Linked DNA regions of Mus musculus: all the other regions are linked to region 1. The links are chromatin contacts, called in public HiChIP or PLAC-seq maps. All regions are on one chromosome and are shown on one strand. The core of a region is the stretch at or near the end of the contact, and the rest is flanking DNA. Distances in the headings are between cores, read along the strand shown.

Region 1 (4,286 bases), core at 983-3,482:
CCTTCATGATCCTTTTTGAAGGCCCAGTCTTCTCCACAGTGGCATTCTTACCAAGTTTATGTATTGGTATGGAGTGCTCTTGCTGAGGGCCTCCTTGCTACAGGGACTCCACCTTGTATATCGTCTCCATTTTGTACTAAACTAGATTCTAAGAAATGACTGAATTTCCAGAAACTGCTTCTGGCCCCAGGTGTCCTACATGAACTTGAAATATATATCTCAACTTATGCTTTGTTGGTTATCACCCATACATGCCATGTCTGAAACCCAGAAGTTGCTAAAGAAACTTTGATTGGCTGGTCTCTATCCAAGCCAAGTTATCAGGAAGCCATCTGAGGTACTTGATGGATAATAACCCACTTCTTAAGGTGCCAGGTATGAATCCAGTTGGAAAGATACAATGTATACGTGTACTCAGTTAGTTGCCTCTATTCATGTCCCTATTTCACCTAATTTGTGTTTTGGTTTTGTTACTATTGTTTTTGGGTTTTTTGTTTTTTTGTTTTTTGTTTTGTTTTGTTTTGTTTTGGAAACAGGGTTTTTCTGTGTAGCCTTGGCTATCTTGGAATTCACTCTGTAGATCAGTCTGGCCTCAAACTCAGAAATCCACCTGTCTCTGCCTTCCAAGTGCTGGGATTAAAGGCATGCACCACCACTGCCCGGCTTGGTTTTGTTTTAAAAGGTTGCTCTGTCTTGTCCTTCCCTGTCCTGCCCTGCCCTGCCCTGTCCCACTGACAGTTTGAATTCTGAACCCAGCTGTTTCCCTGATATACTAGTTTTATGAATAAATTGTGTTGCCTGGAACTTGGTTTTCATAGTGAATTATTCCCAAATTCTCAGACCTTAACATTCTGATCTGAAAAACAGGCCAAAGAATTTCAATTTAGAAGGATTATAATGAATATGACCTGTTGGGGTCCATGAATAGCCACACGCTGACCACTTGGACACTAATCTCAGATATGATGAAAGTTTATTGACTACTTAATTCAGGCTTATCGATTAGGGACATAGAAAGGACTTGGGAACCAGACTGTGCTACCTAGGGCAGACTGGTTATAGGAAAACCAAGTGCAGAAGACATTGTAAAGCCCCAGAGTATCATTACCTGCCGGGAGACACACACCCCCGCCCCCCCATCCGAAGTGAAATGAGACTCTCAGATCCATGCAAAAGCAAGAGGTTTATTTTTCTGGTCCGCTGGGATCGACCTTCAGCGGTCTCTCAGGCAAGAGACCAAGAGACCGGAGGCGACCCTACATACAAGCACCTTTTATACATTTTTAAGCCTATTACAGTAACAACACCTAAGCCCTTGGTGATAAGTTGTTAGGCTGACCTTTTGGCTGATTGGCTGGGCCAATATCAGATCATCCTGGGAGAGTAACTTCGTTCCCCAGAGGGCCCAGGTGGCCTTCAGCCAGGACGTTGTATGATTTTTCTGAGAAGTGTTTTGTCAGTCATTTCTGCGAAATCGTCCTGGGGTCGGGAGCGAGAAATTCTCCCTTGAGGCCTAATACCCTCTCCTGGAGCCATCTCAGGGTTCGATCAGAGTCGCTTAGTCTTATCAGTATTATGAGCTGCCCTCTAAGCTGACTGGTACTAAGTGAGATGGGTAAGGTGGTAGTTAGGGGTTTCCAGAGTATTGAGCTAACAGAGCATGAGTATTATGGAGAACGTTATGTCAGCTACGAATAATTACTTCTAGGAAGCACAATCTGAGAACCTGTACTTAATTTCACCTTATGAGCAATATGGAGACTAAAATCAAAATAGCTAGTCATGTTAAACGGAACAGGCCTTAATATGTCCCATTCCTGGAATGACCCAGGACTGCATGGTTCAGCTCTTGCTTCAGGCGCACTCTGTGGAGATGACTACTGCAGTCCTGTAAACCCCGTGTTTGAAGTCGGTGTCTGTATCTGACTAGAGACTTGGTTTGCTTCATGGGACCTGGCATCGCACCAGCAAAAGCAGTGACCTGCCATTAGCCTTTGCCTGGACAGCGACTTCTGGCGACTCTTGGGCAGGAGAAGCAGTAACTGGCAATAGCGGGCAGGAAGAACTACAAGTCCCAGGGGGCTTTGCTCCCGCTTTGGATGCCTCTACATTTTGTGCCAGTTAGTTCTGAGCAGCCCTCAGTTCTGCCCAGAGAGAGCGCTGAACTTCCTCTTCCGCTCCTAATGTGGCCACGCCCCAGGTCCAACTCTGTGACGTCATTTAGGTTTACCAGTCCTGCGCGACCGGAAGTTGGTTGTGGAGGGCCGCAACTGCCGTCCAGGCTTAAGAGGGCTTCCGCGATGCCTTTGTCCGGAGTAGTCAGTCAGCTCCTGGAACTGTGAGTCCGCCCCAGCTCCCAGTCCCTTCCCTCACGTCCTGCTGGCTCCTAGTCCTTGTCCCGGCTTTGTGTCTGGTCTCTGAGGACTGTGGTGCACCGTGGGGCTGGCGGCTCCACCCGATGGCCTGTCTCAGGTGGGCGTTGAGGGTGAAGGCAGAACAAAAGAAACCTGGAGCCAGGCTGGACCAACAAACCTCCACTAATACCGGCGTGACTCGCTAGCTTTGGGACCATGAACAGTAACAATCTCTCCCGATTGTACAGGAGAGCTTTCTAAAATTCGGATAACAGTAGGGCGTGGCAGTTCACGCCTATAATCCCAGCTATCCGGAAACTGAAACAGGATTGCCACAAATTCGAAGCTAACGGGGTAATGTTGTAATACACACGCATACCCAAGCAAATCGCGTATTAGTACCTGTCTCAAGGAGTCTTTGTAAGAATCAGCTTAACATATGTAAAGCCCTTAATCCAAACACTTCTTGAGAATTCAAGTTGAAGTTCAAGGCTCTTCAGCCATATAGTGAGTTAGAGGCAGGCTTTAGTATTACTTGTTATTTCTATTTTTAGAAAGAAAAACTATTAACAGAAAAGCAGGAATGGTTTAACAATTGGAAACTACAAAGACTACATTGGTTCCGTTGTTGACTTAACAGTACATAAACAAATGTTATTTCTTGCCTAAGTTCCAGCTTTTTCTTCTGTATTGTTTTGTTGCTATTTATTTTTCCTTGAGACAGTCTCATGTAGCCTATGCTGGCCTAGAACACATTGTGTGTGTAGCCAAGGATAACTTTAAACTTCTGATCCTTCTTCATTCATTTCCTGAATGTTGAGATTACAGACACACACTATATTATTCCCAGTTTACCTCAGCCTCCTGAGCCCGAGGCAAGCATAATGCCAACTCAGTTATATCCCCAACCCTTTTGTTTTGAGACAGAATCTTATGTAGCACAGGCTGGCCTCAGACCCACAATGTCAGGCTAACCTTGAACTCTTGAGTCTTCTGCCCCAGCCTTCCAAATGCTGAGATTATAGACTTGAGTTATCAGCACCAGCTTTGGCTTTGGCTTTTTGAGGACAGGGTCTCATGTAGCATAACAGGCTAGAAATTCATTGTGTGGCAAAGGATGTCCCTGAACTTCAAGATCCTTCTTGCTTGTACCCATAGAGTTCTGGGATTGCAAGTATGCCACAATTGTTTGTGTAGATAGAACTTAAAGCTGACTTACCAGAAAGCAATTTGACAATATTGTTACCATACCACAGAACAATATGGATGCTTTTCTAAAGGGAAATAACTAAATGAGATGTCCAATGTGAAGCTTATAGCCATTACAAAGGGTGAGAATACTGAAATGCTTTTAAGGTTTTCACAAGAGATTGTTGAATGAAAAGGACAGTAGGTACTGAGAAGTAACTATTACCGGAATGCTGTTTTAGGAAACTGACACCTCCCTTCTCAATACCCTTCAATACCTTTATTATATGTTTGTGTGGGGATGTGTATGCAAGCACAAGGGAAGAAAGAATGTGTGTGTGTTTGTAAACAGAATTTGTGGTTGCTTGACACAGGTATGAGTTTCTCAGATGGCCAGAATTTGAAGCCCTAAAACATGTTGGTTACATTGCTTTAAAAGAGGCTAAAGAAGACTCTACCTATTCTGGTATATTGGCTGGTTTTGTGTGTCAACTTAACACAAGCTGGAGTTACCACAAATAAAGTTCCTCAGTTGAGGAATTGCCTCTATGAGATCCAGCTATAAGGCATTTTCTCAATTAGTAATCAAGGGAGAGGGCCCAGCCCATTGAGTGGTGCCATCTCTCTAGGCTGGTGGTCTTGGGGTCTATATGAAGGCAAGCTAAGCAAGCCAGGGGAAGCAGTCAAGTAAAGTGGCACTCCTCTATAGCCTCTGCATCAGCTCTTGCATCCAGGTTCCTATGT
Region 2 (4,286 bases), core at 1,297-3,796, 51 kb before region 1:
GCTACTTTTCATGCCCTGAGGCAGGACTGTCCGCTGATAACTTTTAGCTGATTTATTTGTATTAGGCTCCCATACTGTGAAAGCAAAATGGCATCTATCCTGGGAAGCCGAAGGAATCTGGAAAAAGCAATCCTTAATATCTAGGATCATCACATGACACTTTGGTAGGATAGCACTAGGATGAGGCAGTCCTGCTTGAGTGGTCCCCATTTTTTCCATATGTTCATTGATGACTCTCAGATCATGTAGAAGCTTATATATATTCCCTGACTTCTTTTTAATGACAAAAATGGGAGTATTATGTCTGCTGGTTGAGGGTTCCAAATGACCCAAAGTTAATTCCAACCCAAAGTTGGTCCAAGACCAATTCCTTGAGAGTAGAAAGATTTGGTTCCAAAATGGGTTACTGATCCACCCAGATATCAGCTTCAGACAGCCAGGCCAGTGGTATAGGGTCAGATACCTTGATGTCAATTGGCACTGGGTGGACAGCAGCCACTAGAATTGAGGGTGATCCCCGACTTTGTGAATTGTGTGGCCTACTTGGTCATGTTGAATACTGTCATCAAAAAAGATACCCATGTCATCTAGAATATCTCTTCCCCAGAGGTTGTGAGGAACATCAGCCACAACAAATGTAAACGATCCCTGATAGCCATATAAGTCCTGCCAACAGACAGGTCTGGTAGTCATTTTTGTGGCCTATTGGTCTCCAACTCCTGTAATGGAGCGACTAAACCAGAATCTCTAATAGGGGAACCTCAATGATTGTTTGTTTGTTTGTTTTGTTTTGTTTTGTTTTGTTTTTTGAGACAGGATTTCTCTGTATAGCTCTGGATGTCCTGAAACTCACTCTGTAGCCCAGGCTGGCTTTGAACTCAGAAATCTGCCCGCTTCTGCCTCCCAAGTGCTGGGATTAAAGGCATGTGCCACCACTGCCCAGCTAAAATGTATTTATTTATTTATTTAACTTATTTATGTGAGTACACTATGGATCTCCCCCGACATACCCGAAGAGAGCATCAGATCCCATAACAGATGGTTGTGAGTCACCATGTGGTTGCTGGGAACTGAACTCAGGAACTCTGGAAGAGGAGTCAGTGCTCTTAACCACAGAGCCATCTCTCCAGCCTCATTTTTTGTAATTATAGTGTCATCTGCCCCTGTGTTAACCAACCCTTTAATTGGTATACCATCTAAATGTACAGTCATCATGTGTGGATCCCAAACATTGAAACAAGCTGTAACACTGAAGTTGCCTTGGAGACCCCAAGATATTCTAGATGCCACAGCTCTGGGCTATCTGCTGAGGAAAGCTGCTAACAGGGAGTGGAACCAGCCCAGGAGAAAGAAGTTTGTTGCAGTCAACAAAGATGAAAAAGAGTTGGAGATTTGAAAACTGCTTTGACATCAGCCATGAAGATGAAGAGTTTGGAGTTTGCCCAGCTGGTTTCCTGTCTTGCTTTGGGGATTACACTTAAGTGCTTGGATGAATCTCAGAAGACACTTTGAACTTTTAACATTGTTGAGACTGCTATAGAGTATGGGGACCTTTGAAGTTGGACTAAATGTATTTTGCATTATGTTATATTTATATGGTGTGTCTCTGTGGGTATGGGTTTTTCTTTTTCTTTTCTTTTCTTTTTTCTTTTTTCTTCCTTTTTTTTTTTTTTTTTTTTGGTTTTTGGTTGGTTGGTTGGTTGTTTTTGTGTGTGTGTGTGTGTGTTGGGGGGGGGGGTGTTTTTGGTTTTTTTGAGACAGGGTTTCTCTGTGTCGTCCGGTTGTCCTGGAACTCACTCTGTAGACCAGGCTAGCCTCAAACTCAGAAATCTGTCTGCCTCTGCCGCCCAAGTTCTGGGACTAAAGGCATGTGGTGTGCCACCACTGCCCAGCGTTGGTGTGGGTTTTAATACCCTTGTCCTAGCTGCCTGGAAGTCAGCTATAAATGCTAGAGCACCAATCGGAGTGGTTCGTCATTGGTGGTCACTCAGGGGAGTTAGTTGTAATTTGTTAGTAGTTGTGCTCAAAAAGAAGAAACAAAAGGAAAGAAATTAGATTCATGGATCTCTATCTGTCTTCCCCCTATTCTTTTCCTCCTATTTAGTGATGGGGTGAAACTGGAGGGGATAGAACATAGGAAAAGAACCCACAAAGTAGCAAAGTCCAGCTATAGTAAAGCTGAGGTGAAACTGACTCTAACTGAGGTTGGTCCCATACTTGAACCAGTCTTCCTGCCTCAGCCCCTTCAATCACTGACATGTGCTACCACATTTCTCTTTTAGATAGAACATTGAAAGGACAACATAAACCCCATATGTCTCCAATTTAAGAACCAGGCTTCATTTAAAAAAGAAAGTCATAAGGTACCAGTTCCAGGAACAGACAGCAAATCCAGGAACAAGATCTTAAAACCCTCTCCCAAGTAATAACCTGGAGATAAAACAAGAATGGAAAAAGATCTTATCTCAGGATGGGTTATCTGTGCTAGGCAGCCCTATCTTATACTCTGGTTAAACATTCAAGACATAGGAATGCAGACCTATGGCACAAGCCAATCAGAATCTGACCCCTCTGATCCCCTAGCAACCCACCAATCAAAGTTTAGACTACCTAATCCTTCTAGAAATTTCCCCAAATGCCCTTTAAAAAGGCCTGCACACTTTTGTCCAGCGTCACCACTTTGAAGAACAGTTGACCCCCCAAATGCTGGTTGTTTCTGCAGAATAAATGTTCTTTGTCTTTTCATACTATCTGAGTCTGGGTCTTCCTTCGGTCTTTTTCAGACCCTTAACAGCATCTTGTGTGCAAAAATCCTTCCTTGTACTTGTTGAGCTAATGGGTTAACATCATCACCTTGTATAAATGTCCTGACCTCATTTGATGTGGCCTTATAAGGTTGAGATGCTAAAAAGCACAAGGCAGTGTGGGAGAAATATTGTCTACTTATACTTTCAGTAAAAGAAATTTGAAAGGTGTTTCATATGAAAAGTCTTTGGTGAGCCCAAACTGAGCATTTAATATTTCCAATACCAGCAGTCTGGGTAGGAGTGAAGTGCTGAGATTGAAGGATCTCAAATTTCAGATTAGTGTGAAGTGTACATACCAAGACCCTGTCTCAAACACACCAAGTGCTGGAGGTGCAGCTCAGTGGTACAGTGCTTATATACTATACACTAGGACCTGAATTTGATTCTCTATTACTAGATAAAAGGACAAAGAGAAGTGTGATATGTGTTTTGAAATCCAGTTGTGGTTCCATTTCCTTCTTCCCTCTCAGGATGTCCAGATTCTACTGTACACCAAGCTGGCAGGATGAAGCAGAGTCCAGAATGGATGGAGCTCTGCAGGATCCTGGCCCTGCTGAAAGAGAGTACCTGGGGCAAGAGGGTGGTGGGGAAAAGGTCTTCCCAGAGGATGTTAGTGTTTCAAGGATCATAATGTTTACAGCTCTTATAGACAAAGGCCATCTCCAACCATCTTCAATGAAACAGCACTCTGAGATGATCTTAGATTGTGCATATTTTTATTGGTGTGGGCTTGTATGTATACACTTTATTCGGGGTAAATCTGATATATATGGACCTTGGACAGTAGGAAGGAGTTTTCAGGGTAAATAAAAATCATTGTCTAGAGTTTTAAAATTCTGTGAATGCCTCATTTGCATGGAAAGGCATTCCGGGAATCTCAAGTGCTTCCTGAACAAGTTCTTATCAGGAGGAAGGAAGCCAAAGCTCAGTTTAATCTCACCAAAGCTATGTGACATTCCACAGGTAGAGGTATAGGGGTTTTGGGCTCCCCAGACAAAGTCAGAGAAGGAGAAACCCTGCTGGTAAAGGGAGTCCCCCATTTTGCTGCAAGCTCAGAAGGCTATCTGGACAATGGTGGAAACCTTAATTACCAAGGCTGGAAAAAGGAGAATGTGGAAAGGGAAGAATTGATTTTGTGTGTGTGTTAGCTAGGCAAACCATTTTGTTACTTAGTCTTCTGACCTATATAATGTTACTAAAACTAATTGTCTTGGGTGTGGTGTCAAACACCTATAATCTCAGCCCTGAAGAAGCAGAAGTTATGTTATTCTCAGTTACACAGTAACTGAGAATGGAAATGAGGACTTGACCACCTCAAGGTATGGTTAGGGAAAGATTTTTATCGAATATATGAGGTAGTACAGCCACAGGCATTTGAAAAAGTCCAAAACAGGGAAAGAAAGTAGTAGACTGAACAGGGCTAAGAGAGGGAAAGGGGTGGAGCATCGGGAGGGGAAGAAAAGCAGGAGGAAGAAAGGG
Region 3 (4,286 bases), core at 1,196-3,695, 34 kb before region 1:
TTGTAATGTTAGTTGTTTTGTTGTTGTTGTTTTTAGACAGTGTCTCATGTACTCCAAGCATCAAACTCATTATATAGCTGAGGATGACATTGAATTCAAAGTGATCTTATTGCTTTAGCCTTGTTGGTGTTGGGATTACAAGCCTGTGCTCCCATTTGGTTTTATTACACTTTAAATTTCCTTAGGTTCTTTATTGGATCATTCATTAGCTGCTGTGAGGTACCTACAAGAGAAAATTACTGGGCCACAGGTTTAAATTGAAAGACCCCCGAAGGGAGACCCTCACTCAAGCACTCAAGCCCCGGGACAGCCGCGGACCCAAGAAGACACTGAGACCATACTCAAAATGTAGAAGGCAAGATTTAATAGAACAACAGCAAGAAAGCACATGGAACATAGACCAGAGCTCTGGGGTCAAAACTCATGCACCTAGTGGTGTAGAGGAGAATCGACGACCAGCCAAATTTTTCACAGGCTTATATAGTAAAACTCAAGGGGGGAGAGCTGGGCAGGGAAAGTACAAGTTTACATCACTAGGGGGTTCTGCCAAGGGACAAGGGGTTCTGCCAAGGGAATCTACGTAACTAAGGGGTCATGTCCTATCATTTGGCAATGTACCCGGTTCATTTTGAGGTTGTTCCAGGAGGCCCTTATCTCAAAAATGTTCTTGGAACAGTTTTTAGTTGGGAGGGTTCGAACTCTAGGATGAGGAGTTCAGGAATGTATTCTGGGGTGAAGAGTTCAAGAGTGTTCCGGGAACAATCTCTAGATGGGAGGGGTCGGGTTCTGGGGTGAAGAAGAGTTCAGTAAAAATTTTTATTCTTCAAAATCAATAGACTTTATTAGCTAGCCACTAACTATACTGGGTATTTAGGACCCCAGTATACCACTGAGCCATTCTCAGGGTGAGCTTTTAAGCACAAAGCAGATCCTGGGCTGACATACTTCAGTTAACAAGAACACACACACACACACACACACACACACACACACAAACAAGAACAGTTAGCCAGAATCAAAACTACAGAAACCAAAAACAAAGGTTAGTATATTCAAAGACTTTCCTAGAACTATGGAATTTGATGGACTTTGTTTTCATTTTGGGAACTGGTGTTGTCTGCGTGCTGAATTTTATGGCCTGAATGGTATTTCCATTACTGAGTCAATTGTGCTAAGGCCTGGAGGTCTGTTACATATGGTGTCCTTAATGGGGAAAAATACACACACACACACACACACACACACACACACACACAGAGCTAAGATATATCCTAAGACCAGCTATCCATAATCTCATAGCCAAAAATGTAAGTCATGTGATTTTCTTGAAACACTCACCCAAATCATAACACTTAAGTTGCTTCTCCTTGGCATGACTTGGTGGCAGACACATGCAAGAAAAGCTGCAGTGGGCCAGGGATCTCCCTGGAGATGGCCTACCATCTTGCTCAGTTGCGACGGGTGAGCTCTGGTGCAGCACAACCCTAGAGACTTCACCCCAGGATTGCTTCTTGCTACTGATGTGCTTTCTCATGTTTGTCATTGCCATATTCCTCATTCACTTGGCTTGGTTGAGTGGACACTGGAAGACCCTCACTGCCTATAGCCTGGTGTGATTACTCCCTGGGTGATGGCTGTACTATTAGGCAAGCTTTTTGAATATCAATACGAAGATAGAAATTCTTGAGATAATGCTGCCTAGATGAATTGATGATTTTATGGGATTTCTGACTTGACTTTTAGAAAGGTTAGTTTGTATATATATATATATATATATATATATATATATATATATATATATATATATATATATATATTCTTCAGAATCGTAGAAATGTAATATGTAGCTGGAGAATGTATTTATCTACTGATTCTTTTTTCCCTAAATGTTCATTGCCATTTTCATTGCCCACATTAAACTTTTTTACCTAATGCTAAAAAAAAAAAAAGAAAAAGAAAAAGAAAGGTTAGTTTGATTTAAATAATTCAGGGAAGTTTATAAAAAAAATATAAAGTTAAGAAATTAGGACAGTTGGTAGAAATTTGAATTAAGAATAAGGTGTGCCCTTTCCTGATAGAATGGCAAACACTGCTTGAGTTAGAGGAAGGAGTACAGTGAGCATTCACGTATTACAAGCATGTAATTACGGAGGTGAGAAGAATAGGTTTGGGGCAAGCTAATGATCAAAGTAAGCATACACCCTAGGTTGGGCCTGAGTTCTCCTGTCTTGTGAACTAGAGTTGAGGGAACAGGTTTATAGTGTGCACCAAGAAGTAATAAGGATATATTATGAATGTAAGAACAGAAAATAGACAGCAAGCCAGCTTAGGTGAACAAAATTTCAAAAATAAAATATAAGAAAGATGATTTGCTCTTTAGTAAGTATAGGTTGTTGCCAACCAAGCATAGGGAAAAACTTGTTACAATAGACTTGGCTTGTTTAAACTTCATTAATCAATGACTAAAATTTACTGCTTTGAGGTTACTATGAGCTTTTGGAAAGAAAGATAAGAATTGCCTCAAGCAGAAAACAAGGCTACCAGTTTGCACCCACCTCATTGACTTCAGGTAGTTTCTTTTGCTGCTCTCAAACTCCCTTTTCTCAGGACCCTGACCAAGCCGAGGCTGGTTCTTGGTATTGCAGATAGTTTCTTTCTAGGAATTTTCATTCATACCTTTCAGAGAGTTAGTAGTTCAAAACTTTTAGAAAAAAAAAAAAACAAAACAAAACAAAAATGGAAGTCAATGTTTTGACTTGTATTTCTATGAGAAGGGCTCTAGTAGGCCCAAGCACTGCAAACACAGGTTTGGGCAAGGTTTTGCCCTTTCTCCTTCCTTCTCCCTATTAGATTGCATTCCTAAAGCTACCAAGGTCTGCTCCCTTATTTGGCCACTTTGTTGTGCCCAACTCATTCTTGAGGGTAATCATCAAAGTCCAACTATCAAAACATTAAGGTCCAACAATCAAAATCCATTATTTTGATTAACCTAATTAAAATACCCAATTAGAACTTACCAACATATCCTAACTCATTATAGCACAGACCTCCCTTACTCCCCTCTCAACACTTGGAAAGCTATTTGCTGTTGTTTTAGATTCAGCCATCTTGTCACTTTGCCTTGCTTTAAAAAAGAATCTCTTTGTGTTTGGTTTGTGCTTGAAATTTGGTGTTTGGGTGTGATCTGTGCCTAATCTGGGGTCCAGTAGGGAACACTCTGCATTACTTGGGCATCTTTGCTATGATTACTAAAAAAGCTGGACACTTCTTTAGTGCTTTGAACATTTGAGTTTCCTCCTGTGTGAATTACTTTCTTGAAATGGCTCTTGAATTAGCATTCTGACACCAGTGAGAGTGGGAGAGAAGAGGTTTATTTACAGGTGGACCTAAGCCAAGATAGCTCTAAAAGACTTCAGTTCTGAGTCCCCTTTGAATACAAATATACTTTAAAGCCACAGGATGGGGCCAGACAGTAAGTAGGACTTCCCAGAAGCATAAGTATATGCCAGCTAGTTTGGGAACTTTTGCTTTTCAAAAGCATACATACATACACAGAGTTGACAGTTGTAAGCTTTTGTGGTCAGGTTGCTAAGGGAAACCTATTGTTTCAGATACTTCTCCTTTCAATCTGTCTTGGAGCCCTTTTCCAGGTCATTCTGTTCCAGGTGGCAAGGTGAATTCATGTTTGGCAATAAGCTATATAAACAGTGCTTTGAGTAAATTATTAAATAAATTAATAAATCAATATATTATACAGGGTTCTCTAGAAAAAAAACAGAACTGATAGAATGAATATATAAATTTATGTAGGACTTATTAGAGTGGCTTACAAGTTATGGCCCAACTATTCCAACAATGTTTGTCCCTAAATGGAAAGTCCCAAGAATCCAGTAGATTCCTTCTTCAGTCCACAAGGCTGGCTGTCTCAGCTGGTCTTCAGTGTACACCAGAATCCCAAAAACAGTAGCCTCTAATACCAGTCAATGAATTGAGAGTGAGGAAAAGCAGGCAAAGATCAAGTACTCCATTTTCTGTATTTTATATAGGCTGCCACTAGAAGATGTGGCCCAGGTTTAAAGTGGACCATCCTACCTAAAAAATGCATATTCAAGGTAACTCTTCCCACATCAAACAATTCAATCAAGAAAAATATCTCTCAGTTGAACTCGGTAGTTTGGATTTAGACCAATGGGTTGCAGATGTAGACAAGTTAACAACCTGTTGGAGATCATACCGTAAGAAAGTAGGCCTTTCACATTTTCCCACCCTAGTAAGCCAAATGGCCT

What was found. HiChIP or PLAC-seq counts read pairs in DNA pulled down with a chosen protein or histone mark.
Region 2: an H3K27ac HiChIP or PLAC-seq map of trophoblast stem cells shows a contact between it and region 1, with 22 read pairs. The contact joins the enhancer-like site here to the promoter of Amn1 in region 1. A contact is called at or near these places in 4 of 39 promoter capture datasets (the HPC-7 cell line, liver and macrophages), 2 of 15 datasets of contacts at CTCF or cohesin (the G1E-ER4 cell line and the NIH/3T3 cell line), 9 of 484 Hi-C or Micro-C datasets (the C2C12 cell line, the G1E-ER4 cell line, bone marrow-derived macrophages and 2 more), 6 of 115 datasets of contacts at active chromatin or transcription factors (CD8 T cells, embryonic stem cells, extraembryonic endoderm stem cells and 3 more) and 2 of 9 other capture datasets (adipose tissue and pancreatic islet).
Region 3: a contact with region 1 is called in an H3K27ac HiChIP or PLAC-seq map of hepatocytes, with 5 times the contacts expected there. The contact joins the enhancer-like site here to the promoter of Amn1 in region 1. A contact is called at or near these places in 4 of 39 promoter capture datasets (the HPC-7 cell line, liver and macrophages), 3 of 484 Hi-C or Micro-C datasets (liver and macrophages), 3 of 115 datasets of contacts at active chromatin or transcription factors (embryonic stem cells, hepatocytes and vascular smooth muscle cells) and 2 of 9 other capture datasets (adipose tissue and pancreatic islet).

The regions. Positions count from the first base shown.
Region 1 is chr6:149,186,658-149,190,943 of GRCm38.p6, reverse strand. Amn1 (antagonist of mitotic exit network 1) reads left to right here and starts at 2,232. Exons shown (of 7, transcript NM_001113424.1): 1 at 2,232-2,338. The coding sequence starts at 2,301.
Region 2 is chr6:149,237,976-149,242,261 of GRCm38.p6, reverse strand. No RefSeq gene overlaps it. Among named protein-coding and RNA genes, the nearest start is that of Amn1, 51 kb to the right of the region's middle. Within about 2 kb of position 2,546, at least 9 of the 459 cell types and tissues checked have an H3K27ac peak or open chromatin away from gene starts, as enhancers often do. A contact at or near this core is called in extraembryonic endoderm stem cells and trophoblast stem cells, where this site is marked.
Region 3 is chr6:149,220,815-149,225,100 of GRCm38.p6, reverse strand. No RefSeq gene overlaps it. Among named protein-coding and RNA genes, the nearest start is that of Amn1, 34 kb to the right of the region's middle. Within about 2 kb of position 2,445, at least 8 of the 459 cell types and tissues checked have an H3K27ac peak or open chromatin away from gene starts, as enhancers often do. A contact at or near this core is called in the HPC-7 cell line, hepatocytes and liver, where this site is marked.